Regions from separate parts of the Mus musculus genome. Here regions 2, 3, 4, 5, 6 and 7 are each linked to region 1. The links are chromatin contacts, called in public HiChIP or PLAC-seq, Micro-C and promoter capture Hi-C maps. All regions are on one chromosome and are shown on one strand. Each heading gives the region's core, a stretch centred on a gene start, on an enhancer-like site or on the middle of the called end of the contact. The rest is flanking DNA. Distances are from core to core; before and after follow the strand shown.

The links. Promoter capture Hi-C pulls out the DNA fragments that hold promoters and counts their contacts. Hi-C and Micro-C count contacts between places; a contact is called where the count stands out from the background. HiChIP or PLAC-seq counts read pairs in DNA pulled down with a chosen protein or histone mark.
Region 2: a contact with region 1 is called in a Micro-C map of the G1E-ER4 cell line, with 5 times the contacts expected there. The contact joins the enhancer-like site here to the promoter of Dtwd1 in region 1. A contact is called at or near these places in 9 of 39 promoter capture datasets (the 3T3-L1 cell line, 3T3-L1-derived adipocytes, the HPC-7 cell line and 5 more), 17 of 484 Hi-C or Micro-C datasets (B cells, the BV-2 cell line, the C2C12 cell line and 9 more), 6 of 115 datasets of contacts at active chromatin or transcription factors (the NIH/3T3 cell line, astrocytes, bone marrow-derived macrophages and 3 more) and 3 of 9 other capture datasets (adipose tissue, liver and pancreatic islet).
Region 3: an H3K4me3 HiChIP or PLAC-seq map of bone marrow-derived macrophages shows a contact between it and region 1, with 2.3 times the contacts expected there. The contact joins the enhancer-like site here to the promoter of Dtwd1 in region 1. A contact is called at or near these places in 2 of 39 promoter capture datasets (the HPC-7 cell line and cranial neural crest), 2 of 115 datasets of contacts at active chromatin or transcription factors (the NIH/3T3 cell line and bone marrow-derived macrophages) and 2 of 9 other capture datasets (adipose tissue and macrophages).
Region 4: an H3K4me3 HiChIP or PLAC-seq map of bone marrow-derived macrophages shows a contact between it and region 1, with 4 times the contacts expected there. The contact joins the enhancer-like site here to the promoter of Dtwd1 in region 1. A contact is called at or near these places in 3 of 39 promoter capture datasets (the 3T3-L1 cell line, 3T3-L1-derived adipocytes and the HPC-7 cell line), 1 of 484 Hi-C or Micro-C datasets (myocytes), 2 of 115 datasets of contacts at active chromatin or transcription factors (both in bone marrow-derived macrophages) and 1 of 9 other capture datasets (adipose tissue).
Region 5: a contact with region 1 is called in a promoter capture Hi-C map of the 3T3-L1 cell line, with 5 times the contacts expected there. The contact joins the enhancer-like site here to the promoter of Dtwd1 in region 1. A contact is called at or near these places in 3 of 39 promoter capture datasets (the 3T3-L1 cell line, 3T3-L1-derived adipocytes and cranial neural crest), 1 of 484 Hi-C or Micro-C datasets (adipose-derived mesenchymal stem cells), 3 of 115 datasets of contacts at active chromatin or transcription factors (the HPC-7 cell line, bone marrow-derived macrophages and effector CD8 T cells) and 3 of 9 other capture datasets (adipose tissue, liver and pancreatic islet).
Region 6: a contact with region 1 is called in an H3K27ac HiChIP or PLAC-seq map of the NIH/3T3 cell line, with 2.5 times the contacts expected there. The contact joins the enhancer-like site here to the promoter of Dtwd1 in region 1. A contact is called at or near these places in 2 of 39 promoter capture datasets (the 3T3-L1 cell line and cranial neural crest), 3 of 484 Hi-C or Micro-C datasets (adipose-derived mesenchymal stem cells and embryonic fibroblasts), 5 of 115 datasets of contacts at active chromatin or transcription factors (the HPC-7 cell line, the NIH/3T3 cell line, bone marrow-derived macrophages and 2 more) and 2 of 9 other capture datasets (adipose tissue and pancreatic islet).
Region 7: an H3K27ac HiChIP or PLAC-seq map of the NIH/3T3 cell line shows a contact between it and region 1, with 2.5 times the contacts expected there. The contact joins the enhancer-like site here to the promoter of Dtwd1 in region 1. A contact is called at or near these places in 1 of 39 promoter capture datasets (cranial neural crest), 3 of 115 datasets of contacts at active chromatin or transcription factors (the NIH/3T3 cell line, bone marrow-derived macrophages and embryonic stem cells) and 2 of 9 other capture datasets (liver and pancreatic islet).

What each region holds. Positions count from the first base shown.
Region 1 is chr2:126,150,797-126,153,566 of GRCm38.p6, reverse strand. Dtwd1 (DTW domain containing 1) reads right to left here and starts at 1,426. Exons shown (of 5, transcript NM_026981.2): 1 at 1,353-1,426. Fam227b (family with sequence similarity 227, member B) reads left to right here and starts at 1,563. Exons shown (of 17, transcript NM_029455.3): 1 at 1,563-1,656.
Region 2 is chr2:125,899,510-125,902,279 of GRCm38.p6, reverse strand. All of the region lies in intron 5 of Galk2 (galactokinase 2), which reads right to left. Among named protein-coding and RNA genes, the nearest start is that of Galk2, 35 kb to the right of the region's middle. Within about 2 kb of position 1,334, at least 58 of the 459 cell types and tissues checked have an H3K27ac peak or open chromatin away from gene starts, as enhancers often do. A contact at or near this core is called in the C2C12 cell line, the G1E-ER4 cell line, the HL-1 cell line and 6 more, where this site is marked.
Region 3 is chr2:126,397,806-126,400,575 of GRCm38.p6, reverse strand. The region is part of intron 12 of Atp8b4 (ATPase, class I, type 8B, member 4); the gene reads left to right. Among named protein-coding and RNA genes, the nearest start is that of Atp8b4, 92 kb to the left of the region's middle. Within about 2 kb of position 1,360, at least 7 of the 459 cell types and tissues checked have an H3K27ac peak or open chromatin away from gene starts, as enhancers often do. A contact at or near this core is called in the HPC-7 cell line and bone marrow-derived macrophages, where this site is marked.
Region 4 is chr2:125,932,703-125,935,472 of GRCm38.p6, reverse strand. The region is part of intron 7 of Galk2 (galactokinase 2); the gene reads right to left. Among named protein-coding and RNA genes, the nearest start is that of Galk2, 68 kb to the right of the region's middle. Within about 2 kb of position 1,367, at least 46 of the 459 cell types and tissues checked have an H3K27ac peak or open chromatin away from gene starts, as enhancers often do. A contact at or near this core is called in bone marrow-derived macrophages, where this site is marked.
Region 5 is chr2:126,321,441-126,324,210 of GRCm38.p6, reverse strand. It overlaps Atp8b4 (ATPase, class I, type 8B, member 4), which reads left to right. Exons shown (of 28, transcript NM_001080944.3): 28 at 1,120-2,770. The coding sequence ends at 1,401. Among named protein-coding and RNA genes, the nearest start is that of Atp8b4, 170 kb to the left of the region's middle. Within about 2 kb of position 1,435, at least 36 of the 459 cell types and tissues checked have an H3K27ac peak or open chromatin away from gene starts, as enhancers often do. A contact at or near this core is called in adipose-derived mesenchymal stem cells, where this site is marked.
Region 6 is chr2:126,302,044-126,304,813 of GRCm38.p6, reverse strand. No RefSeq gene overlaps it. Among named protein-coding and RNA genes, the nearest start is that of Dtwd1, 150 kb to the right of the region's middle. Within about 2 kb of position 1,408, at least 51 of the 459 cell types and tissues checked have an H3K27ac peak or open chromatin away from gene starts, as enhancers often do. A contact at or near this core is called in the NIH/3T3 cell line, adipose-derived mesenchymal stem cells and embryonic fibroblasts, where this site is marked.
Region 7 is chr2:126,282,970-126,285,739 of GRCm38.p6, reverse strand. No RefSeq gene overlaps it. Among named protein-coding and RNA genes, the nearest start is that of Dtwd1, 130 kb to the right of the region's middle. Within about 2 kb of position 1,444, at least 21 of the 459 cell types and tissues checked have an H3K27ac peak or open chromatin away from gene starts, as enhancers often do. A contact at or near this core is called in the NIH/3T3 cell line, where this site is marked.

The DNA.
Region 1 (2,770 bases), core at 177-2,676:
TTCAGTGTGTGACTTGGAAGAGGCTGGGACAATTTTGTGACTGAATTGTCAGCCTGTGGATTCTGACATTGTCTCCAGTAGTATATAATAACAATCAATGACAACAAGGACATAGATGCATGTAAGTATACCTATACTTAACATCAAATACGTGCAGGGCGATGCAGCTGGAGTTGGGTGGGGGAGAGTTGTAAAGAATTAGAAAACAAGGGCGGTTCCTAGGGCAAATAACTAGCATCCTGATGGTCTACTCTGCAAATTGGGCTGAAAAACTTTTTTTTCCACTCAATTTCTCTAAAAATAATGATACTTATGCAGTTTCATCCTGTCTGCTTTGCACATAACATCTATTTTTAGGCTCAAAGTCAGATTCTAACTCAGTTATAAACTCACACAAAGACAATCTTTTACACTTCTGACTACTTATCCCTGGGTCCACATATTTGATATGGACAAACATATTCATTTGGAGGCACTTTTCAATGAGGCAAAAGTACAACTCTTTCCGATTTACCTATTCTTGATTTTTTTTAGATAGATTCAAATACTTATCAACTAAATTGAAACCACTCTGTAGAAGGCATCCAGGACTTATCTTTCTACTCAACTTTGGGGCACTACACAGATCGGCGGAACAAGGCTACTTTTTCCAACACACTAAGCTGATTTGCCTCCCAAGGGAATATTCTTTAAATTTCTCCTATTTTGAATTGTGGACAAATTCAGGACCAGATAAGACTGTTTTCAATATTTGCTTGTGAAGTACTAAGAACTGATCGTATAATTTGATGAGGTACAATATCCCTCTCGCCCCCCCCCCCCTTTTTTTTAAACATCCAAGATACCACCGCCATTTTTTAAACACAGAACTTGACTCCCTTCCCACAGAACACATTATATGACAGGCGAAATGTCTTGGAAATTTTTGCATTTGGAGTTCAATCATAAACAGCCCTGAAATGCTGCAATCTTGGGCTCTTCATCCTTACCCAACCTCGTGGAACTAGCAACGCAAAGTGTTACTATACTTGTCTCACATTCCCAAGAAATAGACACACAAGAAACGCGTCTGCTTATCGGCTGACGGTAACAGCACACATCTGGTTTCCTTTTCCCGCGACCATGCCGAAACCACGCCAAAGCCTGAATTACAGATCGGTGCTCACAGGGAGCTGGCCTTGCCAGGAGTGAGCAACGCCGACTCGGGAAGCCTAATAAGGCTTCATTTAGGCCCCAGACCACTCAAGTCTTGCCCCCACGGGCACGCCACACGCAGCACTAGCCCGCAGTGAGACCTCCGCTGGGCCTGGCCGGCGTCCGGCCCGAGCCACCCGACCCGAGGGGATGCCGACCTGCACCACGCTCAACTCTCGGTCCGTACCGCCTCCGCTCCACGCGCTCCCCCCCGGAGCGCTTTCCGCAGAACACCGGAGGGCGGGGCCTGGCGGTTGCCAGGGCCACGGGGAAGCTGACCACGGCGCATGCTCAGAGGGAGAATCCCGTGGGCGAGCAGGAGGAACTGGTTCGGAAGTCCCGCCTTCGCTTCCCGGGTGACCTGTTCCAAAGGAACCGTCAGCTTCCTGCTGTGCCGCCCGTTGTGGGCCCCCAGCGCAACTGGGGACGTGTTCCGGAACAGCCTTTTCGAAAGTAGTTTCTGTGAGTTAGTGAGGAGCTAGTAACACCGCTTTACCTCCCCAAATACTATATTTACGAGATCTCAGACTTGTAGCTTTAGGTGGTTGGTAGTTCAAGCTTGATAGACTTCTTAGGAAAACCGTTTATGCATTTTGTGCTTTGCTTACAACACGCAGAGTTGACACCTACTGTATTTTTCTTTTATTTTTTTTTAAAGTCTAATATATGTGGATAAGTGATTAAATTATTTTTCTATGCTCCACCTCAAAGAAACCTAAACAATAGTTGTTAAATTAGAAACAAAACTGTCATATATCAAGCAATTTGTTTAATGAGTGGAGAATTATGAAATTAACCAATGGGAGAAAAAGAACAGCCTTGTGTGTAATCACGAATGACAAGCCAGGACACTGATATTTACCACACCAGAATTTATATAAAAGTTTTAACAGAAAAATAGACAATGGTTAACATGAATTCCCAGGATCACACCTGTAAGTAGGAGAAAGGCCCATTTCCAGCCTGGTCATGAGTGGTAGCTTCTACTTGAATAGGAGAGACAGAGACAGACAGACAGAGAGACACAGAGAGGAAGAAGAAGAAGAAGGAGGAGGAGGAGGAGGAGGAGGAGGAGGAGAGAGAGAGAGAGAAGAGGAGAGGAAGAGAAGAGAAGGGAAGGGAAGGGGAAGGAAGAAGGGGAAGGGAAGGGAAGAGAGAGGAGGAGAGGGGAGGGGAGAGGAGAGGAGAGGGGAGGGGAGGGGAGGGGAGAGGAGAGGAGGAGAGGAGAATCCCTTCTGTCACTCTTAGCAGACTGAATAGGTCCCTTAATGTTTTGGAGACCTCAACTCGAGCCAAACTGGTATTCCTGATTTGGATACAGAAAAGGAATTTCAGAACTAGTGAGAGTGAGGTAGAAATTAGACCATGGATATTTGAATTTAGACTTTAAGCAAAAATGTTTTAATAAAGAGAGGCATGCAGAACAAAAGTCATTCTAAATGTCAGCCAGTCCACTATACCTTCACTTATCAAAACAGAAAAAGAAGTTACTAACCTTTTGAGACGCAATGTGAGAGCCACCAGAATGGTATTCATATATGTTGAATGCTAAAACAGTTGAGAGTCTACTTTGAGA
Region 2 (2,770 bases), core at 85-2,584, 250 kb after region 1:
TTTAAACTAAGGAGCAACGTCACATAGTGTTACTTTGTGTGGTGTGCAGATTCTCTCATCCCTGTGGGCAACCTTAGGGGCCAGTATTTAGCATCACAATACATAGCAAAAGACCAAATCTCAAAGGATTACTTATGTCTCTTTGGTTTATCAAAACCAGACTTGTGATTGGTTTTAAGTGCATTTAAACACATTGTCACTGGGGTAACAACTGTTGCTTCTAGTGGCTGCTTTCACTGCTACTTCTAAATAGTTGGAATTTTCTGGAACTGATTCACACATTTTCTTATTTTTCACTCATTTATTAGTTGTTTTTATTTCCTATGCTACCAGATAATTTTCCAATCCTCTTACTAAATTTTATATGTTAGTGATTACATTTTTCATATATGAAAGGTCTTAGTGTCTGTTCTTTAACCAGGCACTTAGTTTAGCATAGTCTCATCAGCCTGAAGACACAATGTCTCCTTTCCTATCAGCATTGTTGGCCCTATTCATCCTTGTGTTCTCCTTTTTATTCTGTCTGTTTTATTTGAGATGTTTTCTTCCAAAATCTGACTATCCTTGGATGCCTTACCATAGTTCAGAGTGAGTCAGTAAACACAAAGCTTTGGAAATCACCGTGACAGGGTCACACTGCATGTCATGGGCCCATTACATTCCCTCCAAGGACATTCTGGTACTCTTGCTAAGGTGTGAAATGACAAGGCTGCCAGTGTGCTGGAGCTGACCTGAGCATCGAGAACTAGAAACTTCACTGTTCAGAAGCAAAATAGCATGTCATTTCCCAGTTACCAAATCCATTTGCAGCCTTCAGAAAGTACCCCATGTTTCTCTAGGGACCTTTCGGTACACATAGGCTGGGATGGTCCCAGGTAAGACAGAGCTTCGAGGTTCTAACTAGTTTTCAAAAAAGAACACTGCCCCACACCACACCACACCACACCACACCACACCACACCACACCACACCACCCTGTCATTCCACCCCGCTTTCTTTCTATCCTTCCCTGAGACTAGGATGAGTCAGCTTGCTTCTATCTATGTCTCCTCCCCATGGCACTTAGCTTTGACCTTTCTTCCTTCTGCTAAGTCATGCAACCGTTCTCTCGTCCACTTTCCATCTTTGTGTTTTGTGGTTTCAGGTTTATCAAAGATAGAACTTGTGTTTATGCTTCTTAATTTCCCTCCTTCAGAGACTGAGTACAGGATGGTGAAAGAGAGGATGTGCCTTCATTCTGACATCCTGAAATCAGGAAAGCCTATCTTGGGGATAGGGCCTTCCCTTGCCCTGAGTATTTTCCTGTGCTGTCTGCTTATCTAGCACTTACCGCTGCCATTCATAACTTCCACTCTCTGGAGTCTAGCTTAAGGGGACATTTTGTTGCACTAGCCTCCACCCAGAAAACTTCAGTTTATTAATGAATAATTTCCACATCTACTTATAATGAGTGCAGCGAAACAGGACCTATTCAATGTGAATAGCTGGAATAGCTTCAGTCACGGATCCCTGCAGGCCCTGGTATCCTTAGGAAACACACTTATTATCCTCATCACTCTCCCCAGCCCCTGCTTCCCACAGTATGCTCTGGCCCCAGGAGATTGCCCTCTGCAGACATCTTCCCATTCACAACCCTCTTTGTCATTCCCATTCCTGTTACCCTAGCATTCATTCCCTTGTTGCTAGACTTCAACAGTGAGGTTCCAAAGCTGCTCCTGAACCATGTGGCATCTAGCCCAGGAGCCCTTCCTAGACCATTCCCCAAACTGGTAACTCTATAAACACTCCCTTTATTGAGCTCAGTTTTATTCTGTACACTATGTGGTTCTTACCAGGGTACTAATAGAAATGCTAATACAAAGGGAAATTTTGAACTATCTCATATCTACAGTTCACTGAATTCTTGTGCTCTGATGATGTTAAGAGCCACATGTAGAGTTGGCACTTAAAGACTCTGAGAAAATTATACCATTTTCTTTCAGTCAAGATTGTGTCTCATTTTAGCAAGAGAACACAACAACCACCACCACCAAACCCCTCTTCATGATTTCGCTCCCCTTGCAAAGATGAGTGCAGGTGTGGTCAGGACTACTTAGAGGATCAGGAAGTAGGACGCACATGCCCTTCCCTCTGGGTAAGAGCACTGGGCTCAGATAGTACTATAAAAATATATACATCTGCTATTTCTTAAGTGGGGAAATAGAGAGAGCCAAATTTAATTCTAAAAGTTCAAGTGTTCTTTTTTATCTTTTTTTACTTTTCCCTCAGATAGTTATATCAAGGGTCAGAAAAAGAATAGTAAGCTTTACCAATCCTCCCCTTAAAAAAATAAAAATAAAAATGAAACACTTTCTCTCCCCCCCCCATTCTCTCCACTGCACTTGACTAGTCATTAAAAATAATATTAATTGCTGAGCAGTGGTGGCTCACACCTTTAATCCCAGCACCTGGGAGGCAAAGGCAGGTGAATTTCTGAGTTCGAGGCCAGCCTGGTCTACAGAGTGAGTTTCAGGACAGCCTGGGCCACACAGAAAAACATTGTCTCAAAAATAAATAAATAAATAATAATAATAATAAAATTTAATTATATAAAAGTGAAGTCTTTGACTTCAGCCCTCCCTCTAGACAGTGCCGTCCCTTTTTTGTATGCATCGACAGACTTTCATAGCTAATGAACACTCTTCTTTTCCTACTTCCCATAGATCCTGCAGCCCATCCCTGATATATGGCATGGAAACTACAAAGGCCTTACCTTCTTGGCCTCTTGGTA
Region 3 (2,770 bases), core at 111-2,610, 250 kb before region 1:
ATTAACAATAAAGTGAACAAATGTAAAAATTATAATCGCATAGTACAGTAAAAGTTATATAACATGGCTTTCTTGTTTCAAGGTATTACATTGTTCTGTGTGTACCCTTGTGTCTTAGTCAGGGTTTCTATTCCTGCACAAACATCATGACCAAGAAGCAAGCTGGGGAGGAAAGGGTTTATTTAGCTTACACTTCCATACTGCTATTCATCACCAAAGGAAGTCAGGACTGGAACTCAAACAGGTCAGGAAGCAGGAGCTGATGCAGAGGCTATGGAGGGATGTTATTTACTGGCTTGCTTCCCCTGGCTTGCTCAGCTTGCTTTCTTATAGAACCCAAGACTACCTACCAGCTCATGGATGGCACTACCCACAATGGGCCTTCCCCACTTGATCACTAATTGAGAAAGTGCCTTACAGCTGTATCTCATGGAGGCATTTTCTCAACTGAAGCTCCTTTCTCTGTGATAACTCCAGCTTGTGTCAAGTTGACACAAAACCAACCAGTATACCCTGCTTTGATATATGATGATATAATGTCAGAAGGATAGGATGAAGTGTGGTTGATGACTTAAGCATTGTGATAACATTACCTGGACACAGACACTTCAGTGCCCTACTAATAGATCTGGTAGCTAAGATGGCTGCTATGTGGATAGTGTATGCTGAGGAATGTATCAGCTAAGGGTCTATCACATCTCAGGTGTGGTAGATCCAGGCAGAGCAGGATAGGATGGGGTAACAGTTCACCCTTTGGGAGCATTACACAACTTAAAGCAAAAATTGTTTAATTTTGGAATTTTCCATCAAATATGTTTTGGATACAGTTAATTGTGGGTAACTGAAACTATAGGAAGTGAACCTTCAGTAAGGGGAGATTATTGCGTAATACCATAGTGAAGGCCAGGTTTGCATTGCCTGTAACAGATGCTGGGATTCTGGTTATTGTGTGTGTGTGTGTGTGTGTGTGTGTGTGTGTGTGTGTGTGTGTGTGTGAGTTGGGTTAGTCACTTAATCTTGCAAGCCATAATTTCCTAATTGGTGAAGTTAGAGACTAGAGGGCTAGAACCTACTCACTTGACACGGTCTGCCTGTTTAGGACAGGTTGGATGATGGGTCTGAACTGTTATTAGTCCTAACACCTCCCCATGTAAAGGAATAAGGAAACAGTAAGCTACTCTGCAAAAACCCGAGCCAGAGTGGCTAGTTAGGGATGCAGGGAGAGGGGCAGAAAAGTAAAACACACATTAAAATATATAAACACATGCAGAATTAAGATCTGTTCATCTTTCTCTCATAGGGTTTTATGTTAGTCATTGTGTGGTTTTAGTTTAGGGGAAACTCAGAGATGACCTGGTCTCATGTTACTCTGAGAGGGAAGTATTGTGCCCAGCCTTTAGAACTAGATGCACAGCATTCAGAATTCTCACACACCATCTAGCCCTCTTCCTGTAAAGATAAGAAATCCTACTCAGATCAGAAATAAATTGTAGGTCGGTGCTATTATTGGTGCAATTTTATGTTCTTTCAAATGCTCTTATTAATATACAAAGACATGAATTGAAGTTCAATGAGTAAAGACAGGACTAATTAAACTAAAACAAACCAATTCAGAAAAAAATCATGCATACAAGTGATTATAAACCTAGGCATCCAAAATGATATACACCCCTGATAGAATTCAGCTAAGTATCTGATAATGTGAGACACACACACACACATACACACACACACACACACACACACACACACACACACACACACACACAGGACTTTAAAGTTTTTTTTTTTTAGATCAGCAATAATTAAAAAACCTAGCCTATCAATAACAAACATGATGTCCAGGAACAAATCTGTCCTGCTGTGGTATGGAACTATATAAAAATAAAGCAAAACTGAATATGTTACAATATAATACCTTTAAAATGGGATTTCTGGGAAAAAACCATATTCTTATCATTGAGGCTGCCCTTAATTTTATGAAATACAGTTTTTTTCCAAGCAGTTAATACAATAGAAGCCTAAGAAAATCCCTTAATAAATTTCTATGAAAACTGATACCTCACATTGCAATAATCTTTTGGGCACCCCATTTGGCATCATAGATGACAGACATTTGGACTTAGTCCTTTGGCCACAGACTTCCCCTTTCTGGAGTTTGAATGTATAATCCATTACTGCACAAAGACTGCACTCTTCCTAGTAGACGGACAGTGACAAACTGTTTTTAGCCAGGATTGATCACGGTTTGTTTACTGCTTAGTGGAGACTTATTGCTGACTTCTTTTGAAAGTAAAACCAGATCAATGTCTCAGGACACATTTCTTCCAACTAGATATATGCCAAATATCTTCCAACTAGATATATGCCAAATATCTTCCAACTAGATATATGCCAAATATCTTCCAACTAGATATATGCCAAATATCTTCAGTAAGGAACCATTTACTCTGCGATGCAGATTGAGTTTCAAGTGAATGTGCCACAGAAAACACTCTACTGGGCTTTTTTAATAGAGAGAACCGCAGGCCCTTGCCTGAGGCTTTCTGATGAGCCAGCCATATCACTTTATGATGCTGAAAGGAAATACCTTGGGCACCAAGGTTTATGGGCAGATTTTCAGTGGAGGCATTTCTGAAGATTGCTAGGACCTAAGGACAAAGCACTTATATATTTTTGTTTTTAAAAGTCTTGAGGATTTTGGCAAAGCTTTGCGTGTTCATGTATTGACAGGTTCTCTCTGTCCTTTCTTCTTCTCTTTCATGTTAAT
Region 4 (2,770 bases), core at 118-2,617, 220 kb after region 1:
CAAAGACCCACAATTTGTCAAGTTGACAACAGTAAAAGGCTGTAGAATTCTCAGCATTAATGGGACATCTTATCATAATCCTTCTTCCCAATGCTCACTGAGAAAGAAGAGGTGGAGAGAATCTAAGAGCCAGAGGCAGTACAGGACTAAAATGAAACCGTGGTTTCCAAACACAACATAGTAGTTGTGAGATCAACTCACAGCAGTGTGACAGCAAGCCACACAACACCTGTGTAAGCTCAAGTCAGATAAAATCTCAGCATGGAAAGGGGAGGTGGGCGTGATGTTCCTCCCCTACCTAAGAAGTGATTGGCAATTGACAACTGCTGGGAAATGTAGTAAATTTTCTTGAAGTCAAATTTAAGAGTGTGGCCCCTGGTCATTCAACCATGCTCCAGTGTATGGCCAAACCCTCCAAGAAAAATAGGACTCAGTGGGTTTAGTTGGGGTTTGTAGTTTAGAGTATTGGTGTCGTCGTTACTTTTGGTTCAGTTTGGTTTGGTTTTTGAGGCAGAATCTTACAATGTCACAACTGCTAGCCTGAAACTCATTATGTAGACCAGGCTGACCTCTGCTTCCCCAATAATGGGGGGATTAAAGGCATATACTGCCACCCAACATGAACTTCAGGGTTTAAAAAAAGACAAATTTGGCTGGTTAAGGGGTGGAGTGTGATTACTATCAAAAGACACGCCATTAAATTCTCCAAGAACTAACTGAGAAAAAGGAACTGTGCCTGCTTTTAAGCAAATTAAGTCTTATTTATGAGAAAATTTGGTTTTTAAAATGTGTTTTAGCTATATCATCTTGGAAAGCAATATGTACCAAGTAGCCAAATTCAGTTGCCAATTTCAATGGCACATATGGAGTTATACAATTAAATTCCAATGTATTTCAACTAGATGTGATGGCACATGATCATTATTAGCACCTAGGAGATACAGGCTGGAGGGTGGCAATTTTGAGGCATTCTAGACCAGTTCCAGGCCAGCCTAGGGTACACACAAGGTCCTCAGGAGACATCCGCAATAATAAGAGGCTCTGAATTTGATTAAAAACCTCAGCTACAAAAGACATGCCCTCTCTTCTAGTCAGCTCTCTGAAGACATTCCCCAAAGGGCCTGGCAGTCTCACTACTGTTTCAGAGATACAGGCTAGCTCCGGATTCTTCCTGTGTCTTTAGAAGGGAGCAGTCACAACACGAAGCTGTCACATGCATCACACTTGTTCCAGGTCACTGTGGCTCTGGCAGAGAGGCTAGAATTCCGTGTTAAGAGCCAGAAAATAAAGTTGTATATGTCTGGAGTCTCCTCAGGACACCAGCACTTACTCATCAACCTCAAGGTAGAAACAGCAGTGAGTAATCCCTCAGGGAGAACCCTGGGGCTGCCACCTCCCAAAGAGGAAGTGTGTCCCAGCAGGAAATGGTCATTGAACAAGCACTGCTTCTGCTCCATCTGTGTACTGCCAAGGTGCTATGAAGCTTAATATTACATCTCCCTTCACAATTTTAATAATTATCTCAATGAGTAGACTAAAATTTAGAAATTTAAATCTTTATTTAAAAAAAAAAAAGAAGTTCAATCCCCAAATTTTCCAGGAAGAAAAAAACAAAACAACAAAAACTTACTTTTCCTAAATTGCTGTAGCTGTACTCTTTGAACTTGACAGCCTTATAAAGCAGGAGTCAAATAGAAGACTCTATGAGAGCTACGGATGCTTTCATAGTAAGTCAATAGGAGTCAGTTTATTACCCCACCCAGTTAGTAAAATAATAGCAGAAATAGATGATGATCACTGCAGAGTCCCACAACTGATAGAGGTGCAGAGAATAGCAGACTTTGGAACACTCATCCCTAAATACTACATCGGTATCACACCCTCCTGCCAAGGCTGGGGGATTACTGCAGAAGAGAAAGCATAGCCAGGGGCAGAGGACGACTACAAGTCAACAGTGCTTTCCGGAAATGGGCATTTGTTTAACATGTCTCTCCACTTCCACATTCTGTTTTACCTGAGATATGAACTGCATCCATCTTGTTAATTTTTGTGTCCCTAACTGGCTGACATGAGCCTAGGATGAACATCTATTAAATGAAGGAATGACTACTCTGTCCCAATTCTTTCTCTCTACAAGTATGGGGATCCCTCTACATACCTAAGAAGTATAAGTGCTACAAACTGTAGCGAGATCTCTGCTTACCTTATAAATAAGGAAGTAAGGCTTCTTTGAGGGTCATTTAGAAATATTTCAAAGAAGGCTAAATAAAAACAAAACAAAACTGTACTGAACATGTGGGAAGGCCCTTGAGGGTGGTAGCCATGCCCTTGTGACTGCAGGGGATACTAGGAGATGCTGAGGTAAGATATACCAGCCTTAGGCCTTACAGGGATAGTCAAGTATGGGGGAGGACACTTAATAAGAGATCAACAAATAGGGCTGGTTCCCATTAGAGAACTTTCACTAGCATGGTCCAGGAATCCTAAACTGCCAGTCTGGAATGCTGTAATCTAATACCATAGAACTTCAGCCTGGAGGCCTGTGGCCTGAGCCTTGGACCAGGACTGAACTATGCAGCCAGCACTTCCCTTATTTGCATGGCAGAGATTGCACAACTAAAAATTACATGGGTGCAGGTAAAGTACCCAGCCAGCCTGGACTGCCCTTCTCAGGACAGAGATTACAGGCCAGGAAAGGGCACACAAAGAAACTCACCCTAAGTCAACTAGTCTCCTAAATGGAGGAAGCCCAACCGATCCATCACCCCAG
Region 5 (2,770 bases), core at 186-2,685, 170 kb before region 1:
GGTTTCGGGACATTACCTAGAAGCAGGAATCTGTTCCTCTGGGTCCTTCTGCACCCCCCCCCCCACAATGTTTTCCTGAGCCTCTGATTTTGGGGCTGTGCTGGAGATGTTGTTTAAAAAGCAACACCTTCATATTTGTAAATTACATACACACAGAGACATATGCAGAGATACACATACAGACATAAACACACACACACACACAGACACACACACAGAGACATACACAGAGATACACATACAGACATAAACACACAGACTCACAGACACAGACAGACAGACATACACAGAGATACACATACAGACATAAACACACAGACTCACAGATACACACAGACACACAGACATACACAGTGATACACATACAGACATAAACACACAGACACACAGACATACACAGTGATACACATACAGACATAAACACACAGACACACAGACATACACAGACACACACACACAGACACACAGACATACACAGAGATACACATACAGACATAAACACAGACACAGACAGACAGAAAAACAGACAGACAGACATAGACACGCACACACACACACATACACACACACCCCAAACCAGAATAAATGAAAAGCTCAGAAGTCTCATGATAAGTTGACCTTCCTTAAGAGGGAGAACATTCTGAGTCTAATTTCTGAAAATTTCTCCTAATTCAGTTACTAGTGACTGCAAGATCTAGAGAGCCTCTAAAAGGGAAAGAGAGGTGAAAGACGGGGTATTGGGACTATAGACATAACATTCTATACAAAAGTATGCTCAAGATCCCGGGCTCTGTTCCCAACACTGTTACTAAAACAAAACAACCCCCTGACCCCCCAACTCACCATATGGCCCATGAAATTGAGTCAGTAATGAATTTTATCGGAATGTTTCTTGTTTACACGAGAACGGGAAAAAATTGATTAGTGTCTAGTGTCCTCTTTGAGGTGGAGAATGTTACGGCTTTAGGCTTAACGTTTCCTTTTGGAGTAAAGACAAAGATTCTCTTGTTGTAGCCGTTCAATTAAGTAACAAAAATGGCTTCCGTTTTACTCGGTGGCTGGGTGTCTGGAGTCTAATGCTTGGGTTCACGGTTGCACTGTGGCGCTCTTTCTCTCCAGATCCGCCGGTGGCAGAAAGCTCAGCGAAAGAAAAGACCCCTGCGAAGCAGAAGGCCTCAGACCCGCAGGTCGAGCTCTAGAAGATCTGGATACGCGTTTGCTCACCAGGAGGGCTACGGAGAGCTCATCACATCTGGAAAAAATATGCGAGCGAAAAGTCCAGCCCCAGCATCGGGGCTGGAAAAGAAGCTTTATAATAACACGAGCTGGATTGAAAATTTATGTAAGAAAACCACAGACGCGGTGAGCGGCTTTAGTCATGATAAGACAGTGAAATTGTGAGTCAAGATAGACTTGACCACAAAGCCGTCTTTTCACCTCATCTGGGGCTGAGCTTAGGCAGCTCAGGGGCCAGGAGCAGGGCAGATCACATTGCTTAACTTAAATCCATGGCCTCCAGCTGCCAACGCCTGTCAGATAGCGATGTTTTCTGCAGGATTCCAGGCCAGATGGGCACTGTCCAATCTGTGATTCTGTAGACCAAGGCCTCATGGGACAAGTACAGATTTTATTAACTTAAACACCAATCCATCCGAATTTTGAATCTTATTTATGGAAAAAAAAAAAAGGCCGTAAATTAGCATCTATGTTGGATGGGTCTTAGGTATGTAAAAGGTATGTTCCAATGATGTGTTTCAACCAAAAACGCATGTCAACAGATACACCACGTACGTGAAGAGTGCCTTTCCCAGATGCAATTGCAGAATTTAAAGTATGTGGTGTGGTGCTCTCAGATCGAGAGTGAGTCTTTCTCTAGACTTGAGCTCCCCTTGCCAGGATAACAAAGCCTTACATGCTCAGAGAATGCATTAAAAAGTCCGTGGGGTTATCTGTTTACAAACAGGGACAAAAGCAACTGAATGTTTCTGCCGAGGGGGCTGCTAACATGGTTAGGTTTATAGAGAGAGTGTTCAGACTGTTCCATGTGGGGACAAAATACAGTGGCTCCTCTAATGTCCCTAATGTGTCAAGGACTTGTGTGACAATGTCAGTAGTAATCCGTTGCATGTTACATGGATGCAGACAGAACCATCAGCGTGGTAGAACACTGCCCTTTATTGACAGTGTTCCATGCAGGCCATGGGCAAATGCTGCTGACAGATCCCATTTAAAAACTTGAAACTTGAAAGTCTCTACAGGCAGTCTCTACTGTTACCATTCACTCAGGCTTAGGCCATTGAGACTCAGTTCCTTTTAGTGTCTAGCTGTCCTGTTTATGGCTCAAACATCTAAATGTATAGATATATAGATGAAGCTGATTTTTAAAATAGACATTGCAGCCCAATTTGGGGATCTGTAGACAACTCACTAGGTTCTGTATTCAAATTGCTGCTGACACCCACTTACCTCCGTGATGGGGAGGTAAGGTGCCTTTCCTGAGACTCCTCTACAAAGTCAGGACGCACTACCTACCTCCCGTGGTTGATGACTATCAAGCACACATTCTCAAACCATCAGAAACACAACTCACATACGAATGTACTCATCAGGCTTTAGCTAACTCATCATCAGAGAAGCAGAGGGGAGAGACTTCAGGACCTGGGATGCCAGTCGCCAGTGGGACTGTCAAAGAAATGAGGTTGCTAAGTATGATAGAAAGCAAATAAAACTGTAGACTGGGGAATAGATTTATCTACAAGGAAATAAACAA
Region 6 (2,770 bases), core at 159-2,658, 150 kb before region 1:
GCCTTTGTGAAGTCTCCTATGGACATGGTACAGAACGAGCCACACATGCTGTTTTGGGACAAGGTAACTCAAACCACATGCCTGGAGGGGAATCAAGGCAAATATGGTTCTCCAAGAGGCAAGAAATAAGCAAGTGGCAACTCCCCATCTGAGCCAGAGATTAAGAACACTGGCCAGGAACTGGCCCAGCTCATAGAGGAATCACCAATGCCAGTTCTTAAAGTTATCATGGAGGTAATAAGGCTACCTACGTTCTCTCTATTCATTTTCATTCTTTAATAAACAAGCAAGTGAGCTGGGTATCAGAAGGAAGAGAGTACACAAGTGTGGAATTCCCTTTGAGATCTTAGCTTCTCTGTCTGAGCTTAGGGTCAACAAGTGCAATGAGACCTCCCCGGTGCCCAATCTTTGAGCTCCTTCCTGGGATTGGAGGTCAACTTCAAAGAGACATGCTGCCTGCACTGGTCGGTACTGGTGCAGGCTTGCCTCACAAAGCCTTATCTTTGGGAGGGTTGTTAATTAGAAAGAAAGGTGAAACATCAGCTTGCTGAGAAAAAGGTGTCCCGCACAGAGTCAGAGTCCCCAGAGACTTCAGAAAACTGTTTCCGAGGAGTTTGCTTCTTTGACGATTTGTAAAAATTACTTTTTTTCTGTGATGTATTTCAATGGAGCTTTAGTTTAGCATGATGCTATGGAAAGAACTCAGAATAGAGTCTCACCCCACCCCTCTCAGTTAGTTGTTACTAAGGTAATGCCAACATCTAACACTCTTGACACGGAGCTTCATCATCTGTGAAATAGGAAGCCTAGTTATCTTGGCAAAGATCAGATATTTAAATAAGTTCATTAATAAGCTCCCAAACCAGGTTCTAAATGTCCCATTACCTCCTCTTCTAGCTCTGCTTGCCTTAAGCAAGTTAATAAAGTTATTCTCCCTCTGCCTCTCTCTCTCTCTCTCTCTCTCTCTCTCTCTCTCTCTGTGTGTGTGTGTGTGTGTGTGTGTGTGTGTGTGTGTAGTTATGCCCATTTTGTAAAATGGTAATAATAATTGGACCCACATCATGGGATTGTTGTGAGTATTAAAGAGGTGGTGCTTGTGAGAATCCTGCTTGTGAGAATCATGGTTGGTACCCAACAGAGGAGAGAGTTCACATTTGCTATGCATTACAGCTCCTAGTGCAGTGGCTGGCATACCACACACGTCAATGACTGCTGGTTATTATGACTACTAGGACTATTATTCACTTAGCTGAGGGAAGGATGTCTGTCCAAATCTCTTATTTCCTCACTCTTGACCTCCTGGTATGATTCAGACATAAGTCCCCTGAGGTGTCATTCAGTTCCGAGGGGTAAAGAAGGGAGAGCTATGAGGATAAATGAGGAGAGAAAAGATGTCATCCTGGCAATTCAGACCCCATGGGGTGCCCATCCCGGGACCAGCTGACCTTTCAACCAAGAGGAGAAACCACAGCAGCACTCACTTTCCCTTGACTCCTAGTGAGTCATGCTAAGTCATTCCCTTGGCTCCCAGTCTGTGGGGAAAGATGTTTGAAACATAGCTAGAATCATAGGCTCTGATTAGACCAGAATGTTCTGATGTGGTTAACTGGAGGAGGTAAATGTCCTGGATTCTAGGGGCCTTTATTCACCTCTGGTATTTGAAGAGGCTGGGTACAAGTCTCCAAGACAAATACCCTTCCTCTCTAGGGCCAGAGGGAAGGCAGGGGGAGAGTTTCAGTTTGGCTCTTGTGCATGGTTGCTAATTTTCTCTGAAATCAGCTCATGACTTATAACTCTAGACAAATGCTTTTGGTGTACATTCTTCACTCTGTAAGCATCAACTGGCTACTATGTACCAGCTATAGTGTTGCTATACTGTCATAGGGCATCTTAAGTAATTATTACATAATATTTAAAGCCTGTAATGTAAGTGCCACCAGATCTGATATATGCCTAACAAATGGGGAAATCACAAAAGCCTTCTTGGAGGAATGATGGAATAAAACTACTGGTCCCAGAAAGTGACCCAACAGAGTGAAAACTCCACTTCTTCTTACAAGTTTCTTGGGAAGATTTCTCACTCATTTTGGGTCTTGATTCTTCTACCTGCTGTAGCCTCCCCCAGCCTGGAGTAGACTGACTTTGACCTTGCTGCCACTGAGAATGAGACCACCTGGGGTAAAGCCTTCCGACCTAGATGGCTCTATTGTTCTGTCATCTGCTGCTGCTCTTCTCCAAGACACTGGTACCTGCTGAGAGGCCCTTGAGATATTCCAGAAACAGCAGGTCTGAGACAACATCCGGCAGATGGCCTACAGGCTGGTAACAGGCATCAAGAACGGATTGTCAGAGGATGAGCCTCCTGTCTTTATAAGTACAGACTCTTAGTAAACTTGGGGCCTTGAACAGAAATATGTCTTGGCCTCCATTATTTCTCTCACCGTTTTCTCCCATACAGCTCCTGCCTCCCACTCAGGAACCCAGTTAGTGTGGCTGCAGGCAACTACAACCTGCAAAAGAGACAATGGTACCTTTCTAAAGGATTCTGTTTGTAGACTGATCAAGGTAACAAAGTTAGACTATCATGGCAATGTGCCAGGAACAGAGTTAACAAAAGGTGGCCACTTTTGTTGGTGATCACCTGTATATGCCTTCACATTCCACATGTTTTCATCTCAAAGATGGCTGCATCTGAGCCCAGAATCTGATAAGCCTGCATTTGAAGAGTTCCTCTGTTGCCTGAGACTAGTTGGAATCCTGAATATTCAGC
Region 7 (2,770 bases), core at 195-2,694, 130 kb before region 1:
GGCTTCCAGACAGCAGTTTTTAAGATCAACCATTCTAACACAGTACAATCCAAACAAAAACTAACTTAATACATTTTGAAGGATGGGAATAGGAAAATTATCGGGTCTTTGTTTTCCAGAATTGAGCTGGTTTTTTTTTCTCTTCTTGTAAGAGCAGAGGGCATTGTACACACATCAAAAGCAGTAAATCTATAAGACACAGCATATTGCAGCGAGGGTTGTGTGTTTCCCATAATGACTGTTGGTACTGTGTGGAGCTAGGGCCAGGTAGGGTAGAGTGCTCACTGTGAAGTTATGCATGCAACAAGGGTTAGTGTTTAAACCTGTTATATATTGGATTTTGAATTAGTTTTTGGTTGCTGCATATCCAGAAGCCATTTACCACAGCCAAACTTTTCTTGATTTCCACATTTAGTTATGAAATTCTATTTAAGGAACTATGACTTAGAAGGACTTTCTGCTTGTTAGTTTTCTGCTCTGGCTAGAATATGTGCATCTGGCAAGACAGGTGTGATTGGTATTCCCATTTTACAGATGAAAATACTGAGGCTCATAGAGATTGAGTTACCAGCTGATGGTGCCAAAATTGTCTTCATATCCTGTCCACATGTAGGCATGGTTCTCTCAGAGATGCCTTGAAGCCAAATAACTTGACTACTTAAAGAATCTACTTCTGCCATGGCCAGTTCACCCAATCTAAACTCTTTGACCCAACCCATGTCTATGCCATCACTGTTTATCTGCTGGTCTCCTCTTCTTTGCCTGGTTCTCAGGTTGTCAGTATAAAATACTCAAGTTTCATTTCTTCTTCTTTAACACGAAATGAGAGGCCATCATTAGCTCTCAACTCTAGCTAGACACTAGAAACTTAGTGACCCAAAGTGAAATATGGAGTCCATGCCCAGGATGTTGGATTCAAATGATCTGTAGTGTGGGTTTGGTTTCATAAACTTTATTATTCCAAGTTCATTGGAAACTTTCGGGGAGGGTGTAAAATTCATTGTGTCTTTCTGGGCAAGCAGTCTTCCTTCCCTTCCCTTCCCTTACCTTACCTTACCTTACCTTCCCTTCCCTTCCGTTCCCTTCCTTCCCTCTCCTTTACCTTCCCTTCCCTCTCCTTTCCTCTCCTTCTCTTCCCTCCCCCCTCCATTTCTCCTTCCTTCCTTCCTTCCTTCCTTCCTTCCTTCCTTCCTTCCTTCCTTCCTTCCTTCCTTCCTTCCCCCTCTTCTCCCTAATGGTAGAGCCTTTGGCTACCACCACCACTTGCAGTCATAACCTATCTGCCTTACTACCATTTTTTTTTCTGTCCCATGCTTTTCTTTAGCAAAACAAACTGGCTGATTGTCACACCAAATCACTTTCCTTGCTACAGCTGTGTGATTAAAGGGACCGCCTCCTCCTGGTGACTGTGCACGTCACGGCCCTTGTCTAGGGCTGACTTTTCTGATGACTGTGCACGTCACGGCCTGGCCTGTGTCTAGGGCTGACTCTTCTGATCTACCTCAGTCCTCATCTGCTTCATTCCAGTGGTTTTGCAATTTGCCCCGGAAGGTGGAAAATGATTTCCATGTGTGGTTAGGTGTAGCTAGCTCTGCTGGCAAAAGCCTGCTAGTTCCAGTTCATATCTTAACTCTCAGAGGTAGAAATGTGAAGAGGGTAACCTTGAAGGCAGCCTGAGCTTCAGTCAGGAGACCTGGGCTCAGCGGGGATGTACTCAGTGGTTGAGTGCTTGCCTGGCATGCACGGGACCTGCATGTGATCCTTAGCACCACGAAAGAGAGGAAAACCAAGCAACAACCCAGTTAAGAAAACTGACCTGCTAAGTCTATACTGGCAGTCATTCTAAGCTATATATATATATATATATATATATATATATATATATATATATATATATACATGTATATATGTATATATATATATATATATATATATATATATATATATATACATGTATATATGTATATAGTGATAGAGCTAGAGAGGTAGAAATATATTATATGATTGATATATATTAATCATATATATCATATACCTATCTCTATTTGTCTATCTATCATCTATCTATCTATCTATCTATCTATCTATCTATCTATCTATCTATCTATCTATTGAATGTTAAAGGTCACATATGGCTAAATCATAATGTTTATAGTGAGATGTGCATTTAATGGAAAATGTGTGTGTGAGAGAGAAAGCTATATTGGGAGAGGCCAGTGACTGAAGGAGGCATGAAGGAGAGAATCTGTTGCCTGATTAAAAACTATCTGTAAGGTATGGTCATGAAGTATGTCCTGGACATCACAAATACACACAGCTAAAAGGAAACGGGCAATTTCTCCCTATTCATTGCCTCATAAATATTTGTTATATGACTGAATAGGAGATGCCACTAGTTATGATACTGCCACACTGTCCAAATCCTTTCCAACAATCCTCTTTTAGAACTGCCTGCAGAGCCAACCCATGAGTCAGAAAGAAAATGGGCCCTGTTCCTCTACTCTCTACTTGTTTTTTTTTACCAAAAAAGGCAATGCCCAATTTCATTGCCTACTGTGTTCATTAGCTTTAGTGCCAAATGATCTTTAGCGATGGGCTGTCCTTTTCCCCAAGTTTATTCTACCCTGAGGACGAAGATGCTGCTACTAAGAATATACACAAAATGTGTTATGGATTCCTGAGGTAATTTCAGAATAAAAGTTCCCTGAATAGTACCCATGCCTAGGAAATTTCAAATGCTGAGCATAGGGTGTTATCTGCAAGAAGGGCA